2 separate regions of the Ovis aries genome follow, and region 2 is linked to region 1. Evidence: chromatin contacts called from public Hi-C data. All regions are on one chromosome and are shown on one strand. The core of a region is the stretch at or near the end of the contact, and the rest is flanking DNA. Distances in the headings are between cores, read along the strand shown.

Region 1 (4,691 bases), core at 1,594-4,093:
TTGTTAATCCATGTGCTCCTTTTTTTTCTTCTTCTTCTTATGGTATCTGATGTGCTTAAGGCTCTGCATGGGAGAACCAGTTTGTCTTGGCTTAGTAACACCTTACCTCAATTTGGAATAATTTCCAGATGACTTGTCATATTTCAGATCACATGCCTAATAATGTGACTAATGACTAGTCCTGGCTTTGGATGATGGCGTAAAACCAGAAGCTTTTACAAGTCTGTCTGGCCAGCGGTTGCTAGGTTAAGACAGTGTACAATCTAGCCATCCCCTTACTTTATGACTGAATTCAAACTGTTTTCTATCATATTACTTCTGGCCATCTCTCGAGTTTGATTTCAAAAGGCATAACAAGGTTAATTTATTACTAAAGTCCCCTCTTGAATCAAGGGGTTTTAAACTTTTTGTCCAAGATGCACAGAAGGAAGGGATTGTCCACCTCCATCAGATGGGAAGGAACACTCAGGGACTTGCCGTAGTTTATCACTAGTGGTCTGCTTTTAGGTCGGGTGATAGGTTTATGATTGTTGATTTTATTATTATTTTTCCTGACCAATATGTTAGATATATTCTCTTATATGTAATAAATACTCCTTAACCAAACACATTTTTTAAATGTGATTTACAGCTCAAGTTGTAAAGTGCATTCATCACATTTATTTTGGCAGAACTGAGTCACCTCAGTTATTTCTGCAATTTTAATCTTTTTTAAAACACCTGTCCAAATGCCCTCTTAAGATAGTGCCATCTTTTTTCAACAGGGCAAAACAAATTTTCTATGAAGATACTATCTATAGACCCTTAATTTTCAGACAGTCTTCATGTCAATACCAGCATTTGTATAACTTGAAGTTTCCCCAGAGAAATGTTTTCTTTTGTTTTGCCACAGAGAAATACCTTTTCTTGGGAAGATATAGAAAGTTGATGTCTGGCTATTGACTATGACTGCCCACTAGTTCCTTCTCTTCTCTGCAGGGAAATCTAGATATTTACACAGAGCTGGAAATGTTAGCTCAGCTCTCAGTCACCTGAACTAAAAGCCCACTCTTGTCTGGCTGCTATGGATATCGGACAGGATGCCACCAGCTCTGGGGTCAGACATTCATAGCTTTGAAGCAGGCTGTGACACGTCTTCATGATTGACCTTAAGCTTCAAAACCTTCTCGAACGCTCAGTTTCCTCATGTGTTCAGTACAGTTGTTAATACCTGCCTTGCTGTACTGTGTACAGGTTAAATGTCAAGTGATATGTGCACGATGGAAGCCACCATCATTACTAGATCCTCAGTAAATGAATTCAATTGCACGTTTTTCTTGCTATAGGTGGAATTTCAAGTACATTTTCCTATAGGAACAATGTTATGAATGGGGTTTGAGTGTCGTATTAGAACTATTAACATTACACCTCAGATAAATCATGAGTTAAATAGGCCTTTAAAGACTCGCCAGAGAAGCCAGTCTCTCTACATCTGGTCTCTAATGAAATGCATTTCAAGTGCCACAGAAGAGTTCATTAGCTTTAGAGTTCATTAAACAACTCTCAGAATGTAATTTATTACCAGATTGAAGACTGTTGAGATAAGCTTTTGTGTTAGACTTGAAATGGAATTCCTTGATAGGTGCTGATGTTTCAGGGACAGACAAAGGAGCCCTCCTTTTTACTTCTGGGAAGTAAACACCTTCTGGAGAACTTAGTTGCTCTTTCCTCCAGTTCACCTAGGTAGTTCTAGCATAGACTAGTCAGTTATGGGACCTTGGCCCCTGGGGTGGCTACATGGCCCATGCTGACCAGTGTGAGTTTTTCTTCAGAACTTTTAAGATTATAACTATGGAATAGCCCCTCTCAGTGCCAGAGCTGGGAGTTAAGTGGAAGAAGGCAGATTTTAGGAAGGGAGAGCAAAGCCAACATGTAGAAGCAAAGATGTCCTCCTGTCCTGGTGGAGTCACAGTGAAATGGCCCTGGAGCCCAGCCACGCCTGTGGCTTTCATGTGGCTAGCCCTGGCGGCTCAGCAGGTAAACAATCTATCTGCCATGCAGGAGACACAGGAGACGCGGGTTCGATCCCTGCATCGGAAAGATCCGCTGGAGGAGGAAATGGGCAACCTGCTCCAGTATTCTTGCCTGCAAAACCCCATGCAGAGAGGAGCCTGGTGGGCTACAGTCTGTGGGGTTGCAAAGAGCTGGATATGACTGAGTGACTAAGCACAGAGTCAGTCGCTCTATCTTTTGCCTCTGCTGCTTCAAGTGCCATGTTACCTGCAAGTTAAAGAAAACTAACTAATCTGGTTGTTTATATTTGGAATATTTAAGAAGTGTGTCTCTGTCATGAGCAGTTATAATAAATGTAATTGCATAGTAGGGCAGCTGATCTATCACAGCTCTTTTAGGACAACGGTAGTGTTTATTCTCATCTCATAAAAGGAGAACTGTATTAGCACTAATCAAAAGAGATGAGTGACTATGGATGAGAATGACTCTTGAATAGAGGCTTGCTCTAATGCAAATGTCGTATACTTTTTTATTTTAAACCATATAAGCAAATGGAAACTTATGATGGTTCTAACAGTTATATGTTGCCTCGGACAACTGCCATGTGCTAACTTTGATGCTTAGGAGTACTTTAAGGTAAACAGTAAGATATTTCTATTTAAGAAGGAATTGGTCTTTGGTGAGATTGTCAAATATGTGTGTATGTGTTCCTTATTGGAAAGGGAAGATAGAAAGACTTAGTCCCTCTGTTCTTGTGAGTGGGTTAGTATTTGGGGAACTGAGATGGTATGTGCTGACACTCTTTTGTAAACTGTACTTCCTTTTAGGAAGTATCAGATTTGCTTTCTCAGTAGTGGCATTCTTTACTGTTGGAACATGTCGTAAAGAGCAAAGACTCACATCTGTCGCTTGGGTTCTGATTGCCAACTGGGCTGAACAGCTATAATATTTGTGTATTCTCGATGTGTCAGCAGTTAAAGGAAAGTTTTTCTTTCTCCTTTGTGGCTGTTATATAACTCAGACACCATTATATCAACAACAGCTATTTATTCAGAATCTGCTAGATCCTGGGGAGACAAGGCCTCTGAAACATTGTCTCTGTCTCCAATGGACTTTTGTCATCGGAAAGAGAAAAGCCAGAGATTTCAAACAGAAGGAAGACACTTAGGCTCTCTAAGTTAGTTTTGAGATGGAGGTATTAAAGAATAAAGCTGTAGGCATTTGGAAGAGAGGAGAGTTCCCTGGGATTTGAACCAGTCAATAGGGTTCCAGAAAAGGAGGGGGTTGGAGAGGATCTGAAAGGTGGTAAGTTTTAAGGAGAGTGGGAGAGACAGAGGCCATGAGTGGGCCCAGGTATGGAAGTGGTAGTGTGCCTGTTGCTTTAGGGGAACAAGAAGTAGGCTGGTGGGATTATTTGGCCAAAGGTTTTTTAAGTGGAAGATGGGGGCTGAAGAGGTGAAAGCCAGCTTTTGAATGACTGAACATCATGGCCCCAGATGCTGGGAAAGATTGAGGGTAAGAGGAGAAAGGTGAGGCAGAGGATGAGTCGGTTAGATGGCATCATTGACTCAATGGACATGAGTTTGAGCAAACTCTGGGAGATAGGGAAGGACAGGGAAGCCTGGTGTGCTGCAGTCCATGGGGTCGCAAAGAGTCAGACACAGCTTAGCAACTAAACAGCAGCAGCATCATGGCGCTGAGATTGGAGCTAATCGTTTCTTTTTTAGAACCATAGATTGCAAAGAACAAAGACTGTCATTTTAACTTTGGACAACAAAGATACCCTAGAAATGGTGACCCTTTTTCTTTTGTGAGAACATTCTGATAACGTTGGTAATTGTGTCCTTATTTCCAAAGCATAAGGATCATTGAAAACATCTTTCAGGTGCTTTGAGCTATGATCACAGGTGAACTTATTTATGAACCTTCCTTCTTCTTGAATGGAGCACCCACTGTATACATTTTCAGCTTGACTGGATCCCAGATTAAAAAAAAAAAAAAAACAACTAGAGTCTCTCTCTCTTTCCTGTGTGGGTTACCTTTCCCGTCCTCTTTTATCTATGTATGGCTGCACACATGCATACAGTTGCATATTTTATTCTATTTTTTATTTTATTTTTTGGCCATGCTTCACAACATGTGGGATCTTAGTTCCCCCAAAAGGGACTGAAACCATGCCCTGTGCATTGGAAGTGTTTAACCACTGGGCCACCAAGCAAGTCCCCAACTGCACATTTTAAACTGCAAGGTCACGAAGTTTATTGAGTTGCTCATATTCACAGAGGTTTTATATATATGTATACACACACACACATATATAGTCTTTCATATACTATAAAAGAGCTACAGTTCTTGATGTAACAGCCAACATATTATCAGTTTGAAAAGTGAAAGTGAAGTCGCTCAGTTAGTATAATTGACAGTAATGGTTTCATAAGCAGAAAATCAATGTGCCTAAAAATCAGTATTAATTTCAATGACTGTTTGAAGAAAGTTGCCTGCAACACACATGTTTTCCTCTTGATTTCTACTACAAAACTCTACTTGTTTGATTGATAAGAGAGAAGAAGTGTTTATGATATGATGGCATGCTGGACTCTGACAGTTATCACGTGACAATGATGTCCTGGAAGCAGAGAGGATTGGACCTCGCAGCAGGAGCAGCAGTTAGGAGACTCAACTTTAGTGACCCTGGCATG
Region 2 (4,691 bases), core at 733-3,232, 220 kb before region 1:
CCTCAGATATGCAGATGACACCACCCTTATGGCAGAAAATGAAGAAGAACTAAGGAGGCTCTTGTTGAAAGTGAAAGAGGAGAGTGAAAAAGTTGGCTTAAAACTCAACATTCAGAAAACTAAGATCATGGCATCCAGTCCCATCACTTCAGGGCAAATAGATGGGGAAACAATGGAAACAGTGACAGAGTTTTTTGGGCTCCAAAATCACTGCAGATGGTGATTGCAGCTAGGAAATTAAAAGACGCTTGCTCCTTGGAAGAAAGGTTATGACCGACCTAGACAGTATATTAAAAAGCAGAGACATTACTTTGTCAACAAAGGTCCATCTAATCAAAGCCATTGTTTTACCAGTAGTCATGTATGGATGTGAGAGTTTGACTATAAAGAAAGCTGAGCGCTGAAGAATCGATGCGTTTAATTGTGGTGTTGGATAAGACTCTTGAGAGTCTCTCGGACAGCAAGGAGATCCAACTAGTCCATCCTAAAGGAAATTAGTCCTGAATATTTGTTGGAAGGACTGATGTTGAAGCTGAAACTCCAATACTTTGGCCACCTGATGGGAAGAACTGACTCACTGGAAAAGACTCTGATGCTGGGAAAGATTGAAGGCAGGAGGGGAAAGGGACAGCAGAGCATGAGATGGTTGGATGGCATCATCAGCTAAATGGACCTGAGTTTGAATAAGCTTCCAGAGTTGGTGATGGACAGGGAAGCCTGGTGTGCTGCCGTCCATGGGGTCGCAGAGTCGGACACGACTGAGCAACTGAACTGAACTGAAAGACTCCTTGACACATGTCAACACCATCTGCTTCCTTGAATGGCATTTTCTAGAAGTCCTAAGTCTGGCCATTCTGCATAAACAGCACTTCAGATAAGTCAGCCAGCAGTCTTCTGGCACTTCCTCAGTTTGAAAAATTTACATCACAAGAAAGCAAGCCTTTCTTGCACTTCTTTGGTGCAAACTGATGAAAATATTCAATAGGGCTACTATGACTCAAAGAGCTTTGCCCTCTGTACACTCAAAAGATGTTGCTGAACTGAATTGCAGTTTTTATTTTAAACCCCTATGTGACAAATGTACTTTTAAAAATCTCCCTGAAAGAGCAGTATAGTGACGTAACAGTGAAGCATCCACAGTGAAGGGTGCGATTAAACGCCGGCACTGGGTCACACTCTCTGCCCAGTTCACCCTCTTCTGGGGCAAAATTTCAATGCCTCGTTTATAAAGTGAGGAGCCCTAAAATTTAGTTGAAATAAAGCAGTATAATGTTCACCAGAACCAGCTGGAGGACTTAACTGAGGTGGCAGGATACCTCCTCTCCCCCAGTAGTGTTTCTGATTCAAAACGCTGGAGGTCTAGCATTTCGCATTTCTAACAAATTCTCGGGTGATGGCGACTCATCTGGTCCTAAGGCCACAGGGACCCCAAGTGGTTCGTGGCAGGACATCAATAAAGGTTCGCTATTCCAGCTGTGCACCGGCAGGGGCTCGGGGATATTACATCTCAGGGACAGCGATGGCCTCTGTCCAGACGTTCCCAGCGACCCACTACGTCTCCGCAGGGAACAGATCAGAAGAGGGAAGCAGCTGGAGCAACGGCGTCACTGCCTTACAGAAGGGGGCCCCTTTCTCCAACTTGCGCCTCTGGGAAAAAGCACAGGCCATCCACCCCCGGAGTCCTGCCCTCTCGATTTCACAGCCGTTTGTTTTTAGCCCTCGCGGGAGTCTGTCCTCTCAGAAACCTAGGGCCAGAGCCCGGAATCCAGCGCCCTCGGGCGGGGCGGAGGCAGGTGCGGAGCAGAAGCTGGAGCCCGGCGTGAGGGCGTGGCGGGGAGCCGAGCTCTCTGCTCCCATCCTGCCAACTCTCCGGCCCGTCCCGACTGCCCACCGACCGAGGGCCCAGCGGAAGATGGCTGCCCGGAGCGCCGCGGACAGTCACGTGTCACGGCGATACCGCCGCACGCCCCCTCCCCCGCTCGCCGAGTCCCGGACCCCGCGGGTCGCGCAGCCCTAGGCTGCCTCTCCGCCACCCGGGTACCGAGCGGTACAGACAGAAGGGAACATCCCACTGCAGAAAGCCGAGAGCTCGCCCGGGCGTCCGCTCCCCGGGCGCAGGAGTCCACCTCTGGCAGCCGGAAAAAACCTTCCTTCGAGCGACCTGCACCAGGTCGGGCCACTGGGCATGCGCAGTGCTCCGGCCCGCGTGCGCCGGCTCTCCAGCTTTTTCCCGCAGCTCCGTCGGGTCGGCAGGAGGTGGGGCCGGGAAGGGGCGGGCCCGAGTCTCCCCCCTCCAATTGAAGGTACTCCAGGCCTTGCTCGCCTTCGCTCCCTGTTTTTGGGGAGTCTGTGAATAGAGGTTTGAGGATGAACCTTAGAGTGTGAGGTCCGCCATTTAAATTTTGTTTGTTTGTTTGTCTTTATGATCAATCACGAGTTAATTCCAAGTGCTGTACTCCTAGGCTCGGTGGGAAAGAGAATCCTCTGGCAGCCAGCAAACTCGTGCCTGCGAACCGGGTCTCCAGGAGGCCGAATTTGCGTTCTCTGCTCTGACCGGCTACAGCTCTTCAATTCTGGTTTTGCTCCAAGTGGAATACTGTCCCCACGCGTAAAAGCTGGCTTTCGTCCGGCCTCACTAAACGGCCCCCGAAAAATGTGCAAGCAAGGCCTCTCTCCTCGGAGGAGAAAACGCCCGCCTCCCGAGTTTTCAGCTACTTGAAAATGAAATAACAGGGTGCCAAGCCTCGCTTGCCCCTAGGTGCGCAGTCTGGCCGGAGTCCTGCTGGGTCCGGGGACGAGCTCCCTGCAGACCCCGCCCGCCTGCCCCGCCCTCCCAGCTGCCGCGAACACCCGGAGGAGCGGATTTGCGTAGCGCGGGCAGCTGGGCCGGCTCGGGCAGCGGACTGGGCATGCTCGGCAGCCCGGGAGGCTCGCGGTGGCTAGTCGGAAGCGTTCGCACCAGCTAGGCAGTGGCCGGGGCAGCGGCGGCGGCAGCGAGGGGCAGCACGGGAGCGGGAAGGGCCGGCCAGGGAAGGCTGCTCTCTCCTAGCGCCCGACGAGCCGGACAGAGAGCGCAATCCGGGTACGGAGCCCCAACGCTGCCCTGCCCCGGATTTCATTCCGCGGCTGGGGGCTCGGCGAGCGGAATTCCGGCGGCTGCCGCGACTCCGGTGCAAGTGAGTCGGGCGGCGGGAGAGAGCCGATCGCTGGGGAGCAGATCGGACACCCACCTCCGGGGTCTGGCTTGACGCCAGGAAAGGTGTGCCGGCAACCCTGGGGCGAGGGGGCGTGAGCGCAGCCGGCTCAGCGCCTGGCGAGTACCTGGCTGGCACTCCCCCCGCGCCGCCGCTCGGGGGGCGGGGGGCGGTCCCGCAGCTGTTCTCGGGGCCACGAGGGGGCGGGCCGCCTGCGGGGCTCCCGGACCTAGTTGGGGCGGGGAGAAAGGCGGGGGCGTCAGCGGGCACCTATTTCAGCGGTCCTGAGTGCGGACTGCAAGGCTGCCTAGTGTCGGTTTGGGGCGAGCGGACTGTGGCGGGGCCGAAGAACCTTCGGACAGTGGCGGGCGGGGGTCGGGAGACCCGCAGATCCGACCCCAAATCACGGCCCTACCCCCATCTGGTGGCGGCGTGACAGTTGGTACCTCTGGGTCCGATCGCAGCTGGCCAGGCACTCTGAGTTTCGGGGTACCTCCGAGCCACCCCCCTCCCCCGCTCGATGTCCGTGGATAACATAACAGGTGGGACCCCTTTCGCTGAGCAGCGAGTCTCCCTCCACAGACCGCTTAACAGCCTCCAGGTTTGGGGGCGGCTCTGACACCCGGCGGGGCTGCCCCCACGCTTGAGGGTGCTTAGGGGTAAGGCCTTGGAGGAGCCGTCAGCCAGCCTGGAGCTGGACATTCTTTCCAGGACGCGGCTTTTCCCTTGAAGGGTCTCCGCGATTCCGAGGCGACTTGTCAAGGGCAGGGCAGCGACAGCAGGGCTGTTTCTCCCACCTTCTTAGCCCAGGCTCGGGCTTTCTGCTTCCTCTGGTGGGTCTGGTACGGTGTCCTGGTCCGCTAACGGAGGCACACTGGAAGCTTCTTGTTAAAGCTTGTTTCCGTCTCCGGAGCTTCGAGTAAAATTCGGGATGAGGCTTGCCAGGGCCAGAGGGAGTGAAGAGAATCCTTCCAGGAGCTTCTCAGATGTTTCATTTCACCTTCAGACAGTAGCGACTTCAGCGGTACACTCTTACGACACGAAGAGTGACGACTGCTTTTCTGAAGAGGAAGTTTATTTTCTGTGTTATCGGGCCTGCTTACTATTCTAGCTCCGTTGACATTTACCTTCCCGGGCCTTCGGAGCTGTTTGGACAGGTTATTTTGCTTGAGGGTTATTTTCCGTGCAGACTTGGGGGTGTTTTGGGGTTGGCTCCCTGGGTGTGGAAGTGGCGGGTGCCAATCATGGTGTGCTGTGAACTCCCCACGCTTCCTGGCACCGGGGGTTGAACATTCGGGGAGCTGGGGACCGAGCGGGCAGAAAGAGAGGAGTGGGACTAGTGACGTAGCAGCGGTGGGAGTTGCCTGGGGCTGCCCAGACGGAGCGAGGTTGGTTGGCTGTTTTGGCTGGTGCGGAAAGGGAGAGGGCTGGGCGTTTCATTGGTCCAGGGAGTAAGGTGTTCACGGGAGAAGCCGGGCGGGGGATGGGTCCCCGTCT

What was found. A called contact is a pair of places that touch in the nucleus more often than the background predicts.
Region 2: a contact with region 1 is called in a Hi-C map of hypothalamus, with 1.9 times the contacts expected there. The contact joins the promoter of SGMS1 here to the enhancer-like site in region 1. A contact is called at or near these places in 2 of 16 Hi-C or Micro-C datasets (hypothalamus and muscle).

What each region holds. Positions count from the first base shown.
Region 1 is chr22:8,586,508-8,591,198 of ARS-UI_Ramb_v3.0, reverse strand. All of the region lies in intron 5 of SGMS1 (sphingomyelin synthase 1), which reads left to right. Among named protein-coding and RNA genes, the nearest start is that of ASAH2, 160 kb to the right of the region's middle. Within about 2 kb of position 2,843, at least 8 of the 54 cell types and tissues checked have an H3K27ac peak or open chromatin away from gene starts, as enhancers often do. A contact at or near this core is called in hypothalamus, where this site is marked.
Region 2 is chr22:8,805,198-8,809,888 of ARS-UI_Ramb_v3.0, reverse strand. SGMS1 (sphingomyelin synthase 1) reads left to right here and starts at 1,982. Exons shown (of 10, transcript XM_060404923.1): 1 at 1,982-2,170.